Linked DNA regions of Zea mays: region 2 is linked to region 1. The links are chromatin contacts, called in public Hi-C maps. All regions are on one chromosome and are shown on one strand. The core of a region is the stretch at or near the end of the contact, and the rest is flanking DNA. Distances in the headings are between cores, read along the strand shown.

The links. Hi-C and Micro-C count contacts between places; a contact is called where the count stands out from the background.
Region 2: a Hi-C map of leaf shows a contact between it and region 1, with 9 times the contacts expected there. The contact joins the promoter of LOC100273697 here to the promoter of LOC100384180 in region 1. A contact is called at or near these places in 11 of 25 Hi-C or Micro-C datasets (bundle sheath, ear, endosperm and 4 more) and 1 of 3 datasets of contacts at active chromatin or transcription factors (leaf).

What each region holds. Positions count from the first base shown.
Region 1 is chr4:155,752,964-155,756,297 of Zm-B73-REFERENCE-NAM-5.0, reverse strand. It overlaps LOC100384180, which reads left to right and starts at 1,759. Exons shown (of 9, transcript NM_001321804.1): 1 at 1,759-2,288; 2 at 3,119-3,247. The coding sequence starts at 1,809.
Region 2 is chr4:155,897,010-155,900,343 of Zm-B73-REFERENCE-NAM-5.0, reverse strand. LOC100273697 (ATP-dependent zinc metalloprotease FTSH 7 chloroplastic) reads right to left here and starts at 1,546. Exons shown (of 13, transcript NM_001360293.1): 1 at 550-1,546. The coding sequence starts at 1,413.

The sequences.
Region 1 (3,334 bases), core at 510-3,009:
TACCTTCGTATTCTTCTTCTGCAATATTAGGAACCTTCCCTTCATCCCCTTTCAACTTGGGATCTGTAGAAGCTCTCATGACTTCCAAGGTTGGTGCAATATCCGAAGTAGCCTTGTCTCTCTGAAGAGCCTCCGAAGACGTGGGAGTGGCTAACCTAGCAGTTATGCGAATTCTAGCCATTCAAGGGAAAGCTCCCTCGGAAACTCGCTTTAAAGGTTATGATCAGTAGAAAGCTTCGGACCTAGAGAAAAACTAGCAACAGTTAGGTGTAGGAGTAGTAAATGTAGTTTTGCTTCATCGCGCTCATCTGCTTTTATACAAGAAGCGGGTGCAGAACATGAGAGGTCACAATCTCACCTTCTCGTTGTCCGGTGGACCGCAAACTTACATCTATCTATTTCTAAGTGCTTAATTACGCCGTTTCCAATAACGAGCCCTGAGAAGGTGTTTTTTGGACCTCGTGCATAAGGTTCTCTGATACATCGTGGCTTGAGCTCGCTATGAAAACGACCTTATTCCGTGAGGGCCTGCTGTTGGGGGGAAGGCCTTCATCGTCGAAGGACTATGAAGTATTAGCTTCATTAAAAAGCAACCTTAAGTAAGCATATTCATCTTCGTCATCGACCCGAAGCTGATAAAAGGACGAAGTTAAGAATATTCAAGTATGCGGGAGCGTTAAGCCAACCAAAGCTGAAGGAGGAAGCTTCGGATGATGCATGACAGTTTATGAATCGAAGAAGCTAAAGAATGCAGAATACATGATCAGCAAGATACAAAGATGGAAAAGTACAATATTACCCTCATGATATTTGTGGTTGACATGTATATGGTTGGAGGACATGTTTGTAATTTCATACAAAGTTGTACCTCACGACTATAAATAGAGGAACAACGTCATGCGTAACGAAGCTTTTTGGATCAGAGTGACTACGAAGTTGTACTTTTCTCATGTCTTCGTGCTATTCATTGAAAGGCCGAAGGTACAAGTGTAATCATTTAATGTATTATAAAAGAATATAAACAAAGTGATAACACATTCAAATGAGTAATCCATTTACTTTTCATGAGTTATACATTGTTTCTATCAACACATTTTCATACTTTCTAGCTTCTTTTTTGAATTAATCTTTAAAAAAGGGTTAAGTGAAGAGAGAAACTCGTAATGTCTTGCCTTGTTTTTTTGGTATCTTCTCAAGAGCCAAAAACAAGTGACCAACATATATAGTCATAACCTCATGGGTGGACACAAGTAATCTCCGTAGGTATAGTTATATAATCATTTTCTCTACTCGATTCAAATCTGATCCATTGTCATCCTTAGACAAGATGAAACTAACTTAGGCCTCGTTCGGCTTTGACGGAACGATATGGAACACGGCCGATTCCATCCGGAATTATTTGATCTGGATTTAAATCAGAACCAATCTAAAATGGTTGTTCGGATAGACCTGTTCTATAATGAAACCAAGCCATTCCAGAATGAAACCAGACATTTTTACCCACTCAACGACTTGGATTAGAGCCACACCTATAATCACCTGGAATCAAACCAAATCAAGCCTTTATAGGTTTTAGTGAAACACCCGAATCCACTCTATCGGGCTTAGATTGAAAAAATATACCTGTCTTCAAGTTGGAACAAAGGAACGCGGCCTTAACTTATGAGGTGAGGCAAGCGGCAAGCCAACGAATGTGCGTCTACCACCGATGATAGTATAATACTTGGCTCCTCCGTGCCCCCACACACGTGACGAGAGACAGTCAGACAGCAGCTCGAACCTCGAAAAGCAGGAGAGTCCAAAGCCGAATGGACAACTGGCAACAAATCAACAGAGCCACAGAGGAAATGAATCCGATAGCCACCGCCGCCCTCACGCCATCCTCATTTTTCGCCTCAAACCGCCGCTTCGCCCCTCGCCTCCGCTCCGTCCTCCCCGCCGCTGCCATGTCTTACGCCGCCGTATCCGCCTCCGCCCCAAGCCCCAGCTCCGGCACTGGGGAACAGGTGAAGGCGGCCCCGCTCCCGCACTCGACCCTCGAGATCGCGGGCGCCCGCCGGGGCCTCCTCTCAGGCTTCGCCAGCCTCCGCGCCCCGTACCGTGCCTTCCCCGTACTCGCGTCGAACCGACACGTCGAGACCATCTTCGCTGCGCTCACGCGATCGCTCCCCGCCGTTAAGCTGCGGCGCGAGTGCCTCCGCGCCCCTGACGACGGAGCCGTCGCGCTCGACTGGGTCTCTGGCGACGACCGTGTGCTTCCGAATGATGCTCCGGTGCTTATACTCTTGGTACGGTGCTCCTTACCCGCTCGGCGCTTGCGGCCCATTGCAGAACTGACTGCACTGCACACGCAGGAGGTGTAGTGCGTGCTCTTTTAAGCGAATAAGCGTCAATGATGTCTGTGGTTATGGCTTCGTTTATCTTTGGAATTGAGGTTATGAGATGCGAATGAGCTCATATGTGTAGTGTAAATCAATGTCAATGCTACCTACAGCATGATGTGACGAAATTAAAATTTTATGGTCTATTTTGGAAATGTTAGTATATTCTAGCAGGGCTGCAAGCGATCTACAGCTCATTTCAGTTTGGGGGAGCAAAATGAGTTAGCTGGGAGTTTTAGATGGTACCTCACCATCAGACAGCCCGTGGCTTGAATGCAACTTGCTTAATTGATATGTTACAATTGGTGTCCTGGCGGCACAAGTGCATCAAGTGAGCAACAAATAGAAATGCTAGAGATCACTGTTATGAGTTTTTGACGAAATAGGTGTTTGGTTCCAATTGGATAATCTGTTTATATTGTGTAGTCTCAGCATATTCACATGATGAACCAACGTCCATACCATGCTAACAGGATCAGGTCTGGAACATGTTTCAGCACTTGTGTTCTTCAGCTCGATGTAGAGTGCGCAAGTTTCATCCAAGGATACAATTTCTTATAATCGTTTGGAATTGAGTTATAGTTGAAATTCACTATAAGATACAAATGAAATTAAATGACCACAAAAGAATTTTCACCTGAAGCAAAGCAAAAGGGTGTGGAGCCAACTAACTTTCAATTTCTTATTTTTTTGTTTTGCTTATATACAAGCCTAATGTAAGTTTGATTTCTTTCCAGCCTGGTCTTACAGGTGGAAGTGATGATACATATGTAAGGCATATGCTTATGAGAGCTAGAAGCAAGGGATGGCGTGTTGTGGTGTTTAATAGCCGTGGATGTGCAGATAGTCCTGTGACTACACCCAAGGTACTTCAAATACCTTTTCCAATTCTTTTATTAGCACTGTAAAGCTTATTTATAGCTCCTATAGCTCTTACAAAGCTTCGAAGCTAT
Region 2 (3,334 bases), core at 297-2,796, 140 kb before region 1:
GCCACATTTTTCTAGAGCAATTTATGTATTAGCAAGATATTTCTTTAATACATGCCAGTGCAAGGATTATAAATCATCACTTTATCTACAATCCAAACAGTGGATCATATCATATTGCTGAAGCATTAGTTACAACAGTATGATCAACTAAACATGTTATTTCCTGAGTGCCCTAGCAACAAAACGGTCATGTTGCTGGTTGCATCTGTTGAAAACACTTGGATTTTAGATTTCTAGTCAGTACAAATATAACATTGTAGAGCCAGCATTTCAACATATAATACACAATAATCTGCCTCACTGTACATATCGCTCACACAAAGTGGACCTACTGGATTCGCTTGTCAAATTTCATTATCAATTATTCGTCCATCAATTTCAAAGGTCAGAACATCTGTGACTTTCCAATCTGTCATTCTGCATGCTTAGATACAAATTTTAAAATCCCTAATCGGGTGTGACTGGTATTACTCCTAACTTATTTTGGTGATTTCAAAGCCACAAACCTTGTGTTTGCATCAGAGATATCTTTCAGCATAAGTGCCTTACCAGCGCAGAATTGAGCGTGCCGCCAGACCTCTTGTCCGGTGACCCAAATTCAACCATGTTTTCCACCATCTTCTCGTATGGCGTCTTTATGTCCACTGGACGAGTCGTGGTGAACACAATTCTCCTCGAGACTCCAGCATTATCGACGACAGCATCTGTTCCGCGCTGTGATGGTGTCTGCTCCACACGGACCTGGGACTCAACCTCTGGACGGAGTCGGAACATGACGTGCACCCCGTCCACCTCAACCTTCTTCACCTGGTCCTTGTCTATGCTCGCCAGGAAGTCGCTGTACGGTACACTGACGTACGTGGTCTGCGGGCGGGGCTCTGAGCCAGGCAACGCGATCTCCGGTCGAAGCATGCGTAGCGCGAATACGGCGAAGCCGAGCTGGAGCAGGAGGAAGCCCATCTCCCGCCCCTGGACTATGGGCTCCCATAGCCAGCGCCCGACGCCACCTCCCTTAGTCAGCCTCCGCCGCCACTTGTTTTCGCCCCTCTTCGACGAGGGCGGCGGCGGCGTCTGGGCGGCGCTCGTGGTGCTCGTGCCGGTGGTGTCGCCCCCCGAGTCCGCAGCCGCGTCGCGGTCGCCGTCCCCGGACGAGGACGACGGCTCGCCGTTACCAGAGGCGCCGTCGCCGCCGTGCTCAACATTCGCGCGCGCCGCTGGCGGGCAGCGGCGCGCGCGGCGGTGCACCAGCGCGAGCCCGAGGCCCCGCGGCGGCACGGCGGATATCCGGATCGAAGGCGCGCATCCCCCGGCGGCGGCGGCGGCGGCAGGTCGCCGCGGGAAGGGGCGTAGGAGCGAGCGGGGACGGGATGCGATTGGGAACGAGACGAGGGTTTCCACGGCGGCGGAAGCCATACGGAGAGGAAGGAGTAGCGTACGGGTTGAGCGAGAAGCAGCACCAGGGACCTCTCCCGACTCCGCCGCCGCCGCCGCGCGCGTGCGCGTGGAGGAGTCGGTGCGGGGGGGTCGGGGTGAGGAAAGAGACGAAGATGAGGAAGGAAAGAGGCAGAGACGACTGACGAGGCGAAGGGGGATGGAGGGAGGGAAGGGGGTGACCGTTAGCTGCGTCTCACGCCGTCAAGCCGGATTGTTAAGGTTAACCTCTGCGCAAACCCACTCCCGCAAACAAATAACGATTACTTATCTTTAACTGACATGTGGGACCCATGTTTGTAACAAGGTCCAAGGCCCGTCGTCACTGATTTCAGCTTGGGCCGAGCTTGTCCGTTTGGTTAATGATATCGCACGGAGCCGGAGTGAGTATGACCCACTGAGATGTCAGTGGGAGAAGTGTGTGTCACTCGAGATATCTGGCGCGTTGGATGGCGCAGGGCGTCGAGCTTCTCGTGTCCACAGAAACATTGGAGGACGGAACGGCGACGGAGTTTGGGCGTATCTCTTTTGTAACTAACAAAAATGATTGATTTAATCCGATCTGTGTGGATTTATTTTGGCTGTGGATTGATTAGCTTAGGGCACGTTGGCCTAACCTACACCTCTCATCTCTCTTCACGGTTGATCGGTGGCCCAGTTTAGGGTCCGTTCGTTTGTCCAGGATTAGACCAGGATTCATTCCAATTTATCAAAACTTATATAAATTAGAGAAACAATCCGGCCAGGAACCGTTCCAACCCTTCAATCCGTGAAAAACGAACAGACCCTTATTGTTACGGGAGCTAGAGGGTTTTTTTTCAAACTAGTCTAATATTGTGCTAATACTACGGTCCCGATGAGGGAAGAGGGAGGCGCCGGCTACGGCGATACGAGCAAGAGGGAGGATGTGGCGAGATCGTGGTAGAGGGGAGAGATAAGGGTTATGATACGTGTGATGAATGAGAAAGGATATCCAAATAACATTTATTATTGGATTTTAGTGAGTATTGATTAACAATTGATTTTGATGGTGTGTTATGTGTATATGTAATTATTTTGGTGAATTTAGGAGAGGTTATGGGTGTTGGAGTGGTTTGGTAAGGTGGTTTTTACAAAGCTAAAACTAGTTGGTGGATTATATAGTGGTATGGTATAGAATATAGATAAAAACAACGACATTTGTTATATTTTACATGTCAAAAAGGTTAGTTTCTATTTTGTTCACGTCCACCTTCTTTGTTCTATGCTAATCAAACAACATTCAGTAATGATGGTTATTTCATTCTAATCCTCGGTATTGTAAGGGCATTTCTCTTGTTCTGTACCAAGCCACTATGCCTTTAGAGCAACTCTAGTAGTTTTCTAAAAAATAATTCCTTAAATTGTTGTTTAGAGAGTTGGTGTTATGATACTTTACGGATTACCAAACATTTTTTGCCATACTTATTACTGTTTCAACTACTACGACTAGGACAACACGTTCTCCAGACAAGCTCAGGTACGCGACCGAGCACCATACCCTGGCCTCGGCTCTCTGCTCGGTTAAAGATGCAAATACAATGATGGATATCCTCCTCCCGGCTCAAGTCAACAACAAGTACAAATGCCATACCGGCCACAGGAGCTCGAACACTGTAGCACCCAAAAATTCAAATCTTGAAAATTTCTCAAACTCGCTCTAAATTTAAAATGAATTTTAAATTTCATTTTAAAATATTTGTTTGTGAGTTGATATCAACAAATAAAATATAGTGGTCTATATTCTATCCAAAATCCTCCTCAAAATATCTTACAAATATTTTACCAGTGATCCCCTCTGATTCTTTCCAGAAATACTACCCAAATATTCCGTCGATAATTCACCAAATATTTTCCTCCTGAGAAATACCTTCAGAATCATTTT